Linked DNA regions of Zea mays: region 1 is linked to region 2. A link is a contact called in public Hi-C data. All regions are on one chromosome and are shown on one strand. The core of a region is the stretch at or near the end of the contact, and the rest is flanking DNA. Distances in the headings are between cores, read along the strand shown. Region 1 holds the start of LOC100275431. Region 2 holds the start of LOC103645186 (probable E3 ubiquitin-protein ligase ARI8).

Region 1 (3,106 bases), core at 50-2,549, 130 kb before region 2:
ACGAATTCCTGGGGAGTTATTCCTCATTGACCAAATATGCATCATATTTAAAAATTTGGAGTGCCAAAAAAATACGCATCATATTTTTTTTAGGATGGAGCGAGTATTTTTTAATATGGTGACAAGTTAGCAAATTTACTGACTTGACGAGGTAAATATAGCTTTGTAGAGTATTGTGCGAATGAAATTCACTCTAAAAAGATGATACAGTGGTCATAGGCTGTTCACGGAGCAGAATTTTATTGCAGTATTTTTAAAAATATTATATCAGTTTTTGTCTATAAAACCGTGTAGGATAATCTAAATAAAACACACTTACCTATAGATGCCCAATAAGCACGAGATCCGCGAGCCCGGCACGAAGCCCGCTGTTTGGGCCCGGTCTGAGCCCGACACGGCCCGATTCTATGCGGGCCCGGGCCGGCCCGGCACGAATAAGCGGACCAGGCTCGGACAGGAAACTAGGCACGGTGGGCTAGCCCGGTACGACATGTTTACCTCTAAGCCCGTTAAACCCGCTTTTTTACACTAAAACGTGCTTACCGGCCCGCTTAGCCCGCTTTTCGGCCCATTTTTTCGTGCCCGTTTAGGCCCGCTGCGGCCCGGGCTTGGACAGGAAATTGAGCCCGCGTGCTTAGACGGCCCGACCCGGTTTTCTAACCGTGTCTGGCGGACCGGGCCTAAAACGGGTCGGGCTTCACCGTGCCCGAGCCGGGCCGGACGGCCCGTTTGGCCATCTCTACTCTTACCTGACATAAAACTGTATTTATCTTTCTTTTTATGAAATCATTGGTATGCCATTATACTTATAATAGAAAGGCATTTAAGGTCTAGTTTGGAAATCTCATTTTACCAAGTGATTTTCATTTATATTTTTCTTAGTAAATAATTTTTTTAAAAAAATTAGGGTTTCCAAACTAGCTTTAATAAAACGAAACTAGAATAAAATCTCTACAACAGCCTAGGTAACTGTAACTTGAAACTCTTTTGCAACTGAATTTATAATAAAATAATAATAAAGAAGGTTTTGGGGCTTCCTCGACTGACCTGCCCATACTTGGAACTCCACTCCAGTTTACTACCCTCCTCCGTCGAAAGCGACGCCTCACCGCAACACAAGGCCGCCCGCGGACACTGGGTCGGCGGGGCCCGCACCTCCTTGGCTCCTTTCCACGCAGCTTTTCCACAGCACAGTTGCCATCTGTCCTCGCCGGCGCAGGAGCAGCCTGCCCTGCCTCGCGTGCGACCCTCCTCTGCTTTTTAGAGAGAGACAGCGAGCACGCGCAGAGGAGAGGAGAGAGAAGCACCACGCCTCCCAGGCTCCCAGCGCGCACGCACCAGGGTCCAGGAGAGGAGGACACCGTCGCCTCCTGGTTGGTTCATCTCGTCAGTCGTCACCGCCTCCTGCAGCCAACCGGCGGGGATTCCTGTCCTGGATGCGACAAGGCCAGCAGGAGAGACCCTCCCCCTCTCCTTCTTCTCCCTGAGCAGGAAGCGGAAAGCCTTCCGCGCTTTTCAAAGATCGTAGGCCGCACGCCTGCAGCAGCCGCCGACTCAGGGCGAGCGTTGAGAGGAGGACGAAGAAGAGACTGAAGAAGAGCAGACCGAAGTGAGGCCGGAGGAAGGGATCGGGCCTTGCGGGATTCGGCAGTCCATCACGAGGTGTGTTTGCTTCTCCTCCTCCTTACCCATCGTCTTCTCGTCTCGACTCCCATCACCTTCTCGTCTCTAGAGTCGAGACTGGCGGCCATGCGCTAGTACCCGTATCCCTTTCCGGACCCAATTGAATGCCCTTGCGACGAACAACGCCGTCCTTACTCATTGTAGCCACCGTTTCTAGTACACCTCTTTACTAGTTCACCTCCTCCTCCTTACGGCACTGTGCTCTGCCTTTGCTGTTGGCTTCACAAGATTGTTTGCTTTCTTGTTAATTAGCATGGGAAAAAAAAGGGTGAAATCTGTTTTGATCTACCTGAACTTGTTGCTCATTTCGCTCGCCAAGGCTACCGACATGCTCATCTGGATTTGCTGCTCTGGTTGTAAAGCCGCGCGCGCGCAGCCTTTATTTGCATTAGGTAGCTTGGAGTGATCCGCTTTTGCCATGGCTACCGACAACATCATTGTTCTCTCAGAAGGCTCCACTGCTTAGCCTACATATTGGAGTGGGGTTACTGAACCAGGGCTCAACACTGCGCAGGTAAATGCGGCGCTAGGAGCTGCAGCGATGGCGTCGCTGGTACCCGGGGTCCTCCTCAAGCTCCTGCAGCACATGAACAGCGACGTCAAGGTCGCGGGCGAGCACCGGTCGTCGCTGCTCCAGGTCGTCAGCATCGTGCCCGCGCTCGCCGGGAGCGACCTGTTCACCAACCAGGGGTTCTACCTCAAGGTGTCCGACTCGTCGCACGCCACCTACGTGTCGCTGCCGGACGAGCAGCACGACCTCATCCTCAGCGACGTCATCCAGCTGGGGCAGTTCGTCCATGTCGACCGTCTCGAGGCAGCCACCCCGGTGCCGATCCTCAGGGGGGTCAGGCCGGTCCCGGGCCGCCATGCCTGCGTCGGCAGCCCGGAGGATCTTGTGGTGACCAGCTCCTCCACTTTTCTTCTTGGCAGCGGCAAGGCCGCCCAAGCCTCCTCCACCAATGGTAGTTCCAAGGATGCCGGTGCCCTGTCGCTAGAGAAAGAGCAGGGCAGGTTAGAGAAGATCAATGCTCCTCCCAAGAGCAACGGCACAGAGAGCAAGAAGCCCCAGCTCACCAAGTCGAACTCCAACCTCTCGAAACAGGCGCTCAATGGCCTCCTCTCGGACAAGAAGGACGTGGTTAGCTCGAAGGCAAAATCAACCAGCGCTAGGTCGACGCCGTCTTCCCCGACCAGCGCCCATTCTCTGCCTGCGTCGTTCGATAAATTCTCGAGTGACATGAAACAGAGAGTGAGAACCAAAGGAGCAGAGAAATCGCCGCCGTCAAGGCTGTCCTTGCTAGAAAAGGCTGCGTCTGTGTTGAAGGCCACTACGGCAGGGAGGAAGTCCTCCCTGGGTAACTCCATTAGTAACACCTTGTTGAGCTTCGAATCTGGGCCCAAGGCCTTGAGAAGAAGCTGGGAA
Region 2 (3,186 bases), core at 555-3,054:
ATTGCCATGATTAGCATATGGTACATATAAATATATAATGCAATGCCCTTTCTGGAGTATTTTAAGGGAATGTTTACAGGTTCTATCTTGAGCTAAACAGATGTACTTTCAAGTTTCAACAATAGCAAGACGGGCCTGCCAGCACCTTGGGAAGTAATTAAAACCAAGAAACAACCTAGTGACCTACACATGCCACAGTATGATACTGTGTTCAAAGATATAGACAGAAGTACAATCAAATTTCAGTGACATGTGTATTAACATACAGTATAATAAGGATAGATACCGTTGAATTACAAGGTTGTTAAGAGTTTTCTGTCTTCAGAAAAGAATATTAGATGGAGCACTGGCATAACAAACCCACCATTTATAGTGATGCAGGAGGGCACATGCCTCTTCCCTTGTAATCAGTAACACGGCTGATACCTTGCTTACATCTTCCTCTTGACGCTCAGATATAACTTCTTCATTTAGAACCACAAATGTCTGTTGATAGCAAATGCAACTCCCATTTTAGCAAAACTCAAGAGTATCCCATGGAGCAAAAAATATGGGCAGAAGAGCAAAGCAACACAAAGAGACCAAGCGTGATCACTCATCTAAGACGCTTGATGGAGCCAACAAGAGGCAGCACAGCACTCATCTAGGACCGTAATACTAATGGTTGATCAAGAAGAGATGGAAGCTGCTGCAGTGCTACTTCTAAGCCGAATTCAGCACATATACAAACCAACACTCAGCAGTGCATATAGGGCAGCAGCCACAGCACTGAAATGATCATCAATTTGCAGTAGACGGCCAGTTCTAATAAAAGTCTATGAACCGATCTTAACACTTCACTGATTTATGAATGAATTGATCTAAATCGCTACCACTCTAGCACTTCACTACATCACTACCACTCTAGCGCTCCAGTACATGCACAGATCGCAAAAATTGCCACTGAGCTATCACATTTCATCTTATGAAATGGATAAACTGAACTAAAAAACAGCATTCTATGTCACTTCTAGTTTGTTCAAGATTTGTGTGGACTGTTTTGTAAGGCCGTATACAAGCAAAGGCCGGAACTGAATTTTTTCCATTATCTAAAAAATTACTGAACTAAAAACATCATTCAATTCCGGCAGGAGCACGCCAACTTTTCAGCCTATCCCAACACATCCGAGCTCAAAACCCAAGGATTCCAGTGATAACTAAGCAGCTCCCTATCCGCCTCATGCTCGCAGCATCGGCCTCACCTGCTCGCGTCTGGACACCACCTCGTCGGTACCCTCGGCCTCAAGGCCCTCGTCGTAGTCCACGGGCACCAGCTCCTCCTCGCTCCCGCCGTCGCCGTCGTCACCCACGTCGCTGTAGCAGTAGTCGTAGTAATCCTCATCGTCCATCACCTCCTCGTCGCTGGCGGCGTTCATCTCCACGTCGGAGTCCATCCCGCAGCACGAATCCGGCGATAGGGAGATCGGGCCGGGAGGGGAGGGGCGATGAGGCTAGGGTTCCGGCAAGCCTGGCAGGGAGAGGGCAAGTGAGGGACGAGGTGGGCGGAGATCGATAGAGTTGCGTGCCCCAGTCGCGTTTTCAATGGCGTTTCTTTTGGGTTTCTATGTGCCGCGTGACCGATTTGTTTTCCAAAAAAAAAATCACTTTCCTTAACAACGTACTGTGGATTTTGAACCATTCGCTCGACTCTATAAGCCATGGTGCGGAACTACCGGATGTCGGATATCGAGCTGATGCAGATCTCGGTGGCACGTATTTTAGCGTCGAGGTCGCAGCCGACTAAGCGTGTGTTTGTTTGAAGAATGAAGTGATCCATCTTCTTCTCACTCCTTATATTTTTATTTGGTTTGTTGAATAGAATGAGTTGATTCATCACCACTTCATTCCTCATCTCTACAACTATTAAGACACATCTGTAGACTGCCCCCGCCTGCGCGAACCGCCCGCCGCACGCCAGCCGCCGCGACTCCCGCACGCCAGCCGCTACCGAACTCCTCACCTACCACACGCACGCCGCCCGCCGCGAAGCGCACGCGCGAAGCACTCCCCCCCCCCCCCCCCCCCCGCCGCGAATCCGGGTCGCAGGTCCTGTTGCCCGCGGCCGCGGCGGAGGCGGCGCTGACGGCCGCAGCCGCGTCATCTTCATCCCGCACCGGGGCTGGGACGGCGGTGGAGGAGTTGAAATCCTCGCCGGTGGGGAGGAGCGAGTCGTCGGGGACGAGGAAGGTGGAGTTGGGGAGGACGCGGGAGAGCGAGGTGGTGATGGCGGCGGAGGACTGGAGCCAGGGGTCCGGCGGCTGGTATGTGACGGCGACGACGGTGACGACGAGGACGGCGAGCACGAAGAGGGAGAAGCACACGTTGCTTGCCGCCTTGATGAGCGACTGCGAGACGGGGACGTCGCCAACGGTGCCGCCGGAGGACGGCCCCCCGCTGCGGCGGAAGAGGGGCGAGTCCTCGCCCCCGTCGGGGGCGTCGTCCGGGTCGGAGGAGGACATCCTGGATCTGGGACTGGGACTGGGAAGGAGCGGGGCTGAGATTTGGGGAGCGGGGCTGGGAGATGGAGGTGGCCGCTGCCGCCCTGCCGCTGCCTGTCTTCTCTGTTTGTTGTGTTGTGTCGGCGCCGCGCGAAATGTTAAGCGAGTTGCCTTGCTTAAGGAATTTCTTTTTACCTTTTTGTTTTATGGAAAGAAAGATCGCGCACGCACGGTAGTCTCCAATCTCCGTGCTCTCTGCTCTGTCCGAAAACGAAACTTTGTGAGCGGGTGAGCTACTGCCGACGGGTGTGTTTGTTTGAGTATTGAAGGAGAATAGAGTGACTATATTTCTATTTTGAATTATATTTCTATTTTTGAATGTTTGATTTTTAATAAAAAAAGAGCGGAGCGGCTTCTAAAGTCTTAATATAAAAACTAGGTGTATGCCCGTGCGTTGCTATGGAGTTAACATATAATGATAAGATATATTGAGATGTATAGAAACATTAATTATCGTTATACCTTCTTGTTGCCAACTGTCAGCCGCGAACCGCAACGCCTGCACGAAGCACTCCCCCGCGCGCACCGCCGTCGCAACCGTGCCTGCCTACCACGCGATTCCAGTGCTCCAAACCCCTGACTCCCCGCGCGCATGAACCCACTGTGTCTCAAGATCGTGGAACCTTAAGCCCCTCCTCTCTCATCGGCG

Evidence for each region. A called contact is a pair of places that touch in the nucleus more often than the background predicts.
Region 1: a contact with region 2 is called in a Hi-C map of leaf, with 2.3 times the contacts expected there. The contact joins the promoter of LOC100275431 here to the promoter of LOC103645186 in region 2. A contact is called at or near these places in 5 of 25 Hi-C or Micro-C datasets (ear, leaf and tassel).

The regions. Positions count from the first base shown.
Region 1 is chr1:200,751,152-200,754,257 of Zm-B73-REFERENCE-NAM-5.0, reverse strand. It overlaps LOC100275431, which reads left to right and starts at 1,299. Exons shown (of 5, transcript NM_001149505.2): 1 at 1,299-1,662; 2 at 2,198-3,106. The coding sequence starts at 2,225.
Region 2 is chr1:200,619,689-200,622,874 of Zm-B73-REFERENCE-NAM-5.0, reverse strand. LOC103645186 (probable E3 ubiquitin-protein ligase ARI8) reads right to left here and starts at 1,804. Exons shown (of 15, transcript XM_020546643.3): 1 at 1,242-1,804; 2 at 365-486. The coding sequence starts at 1,433.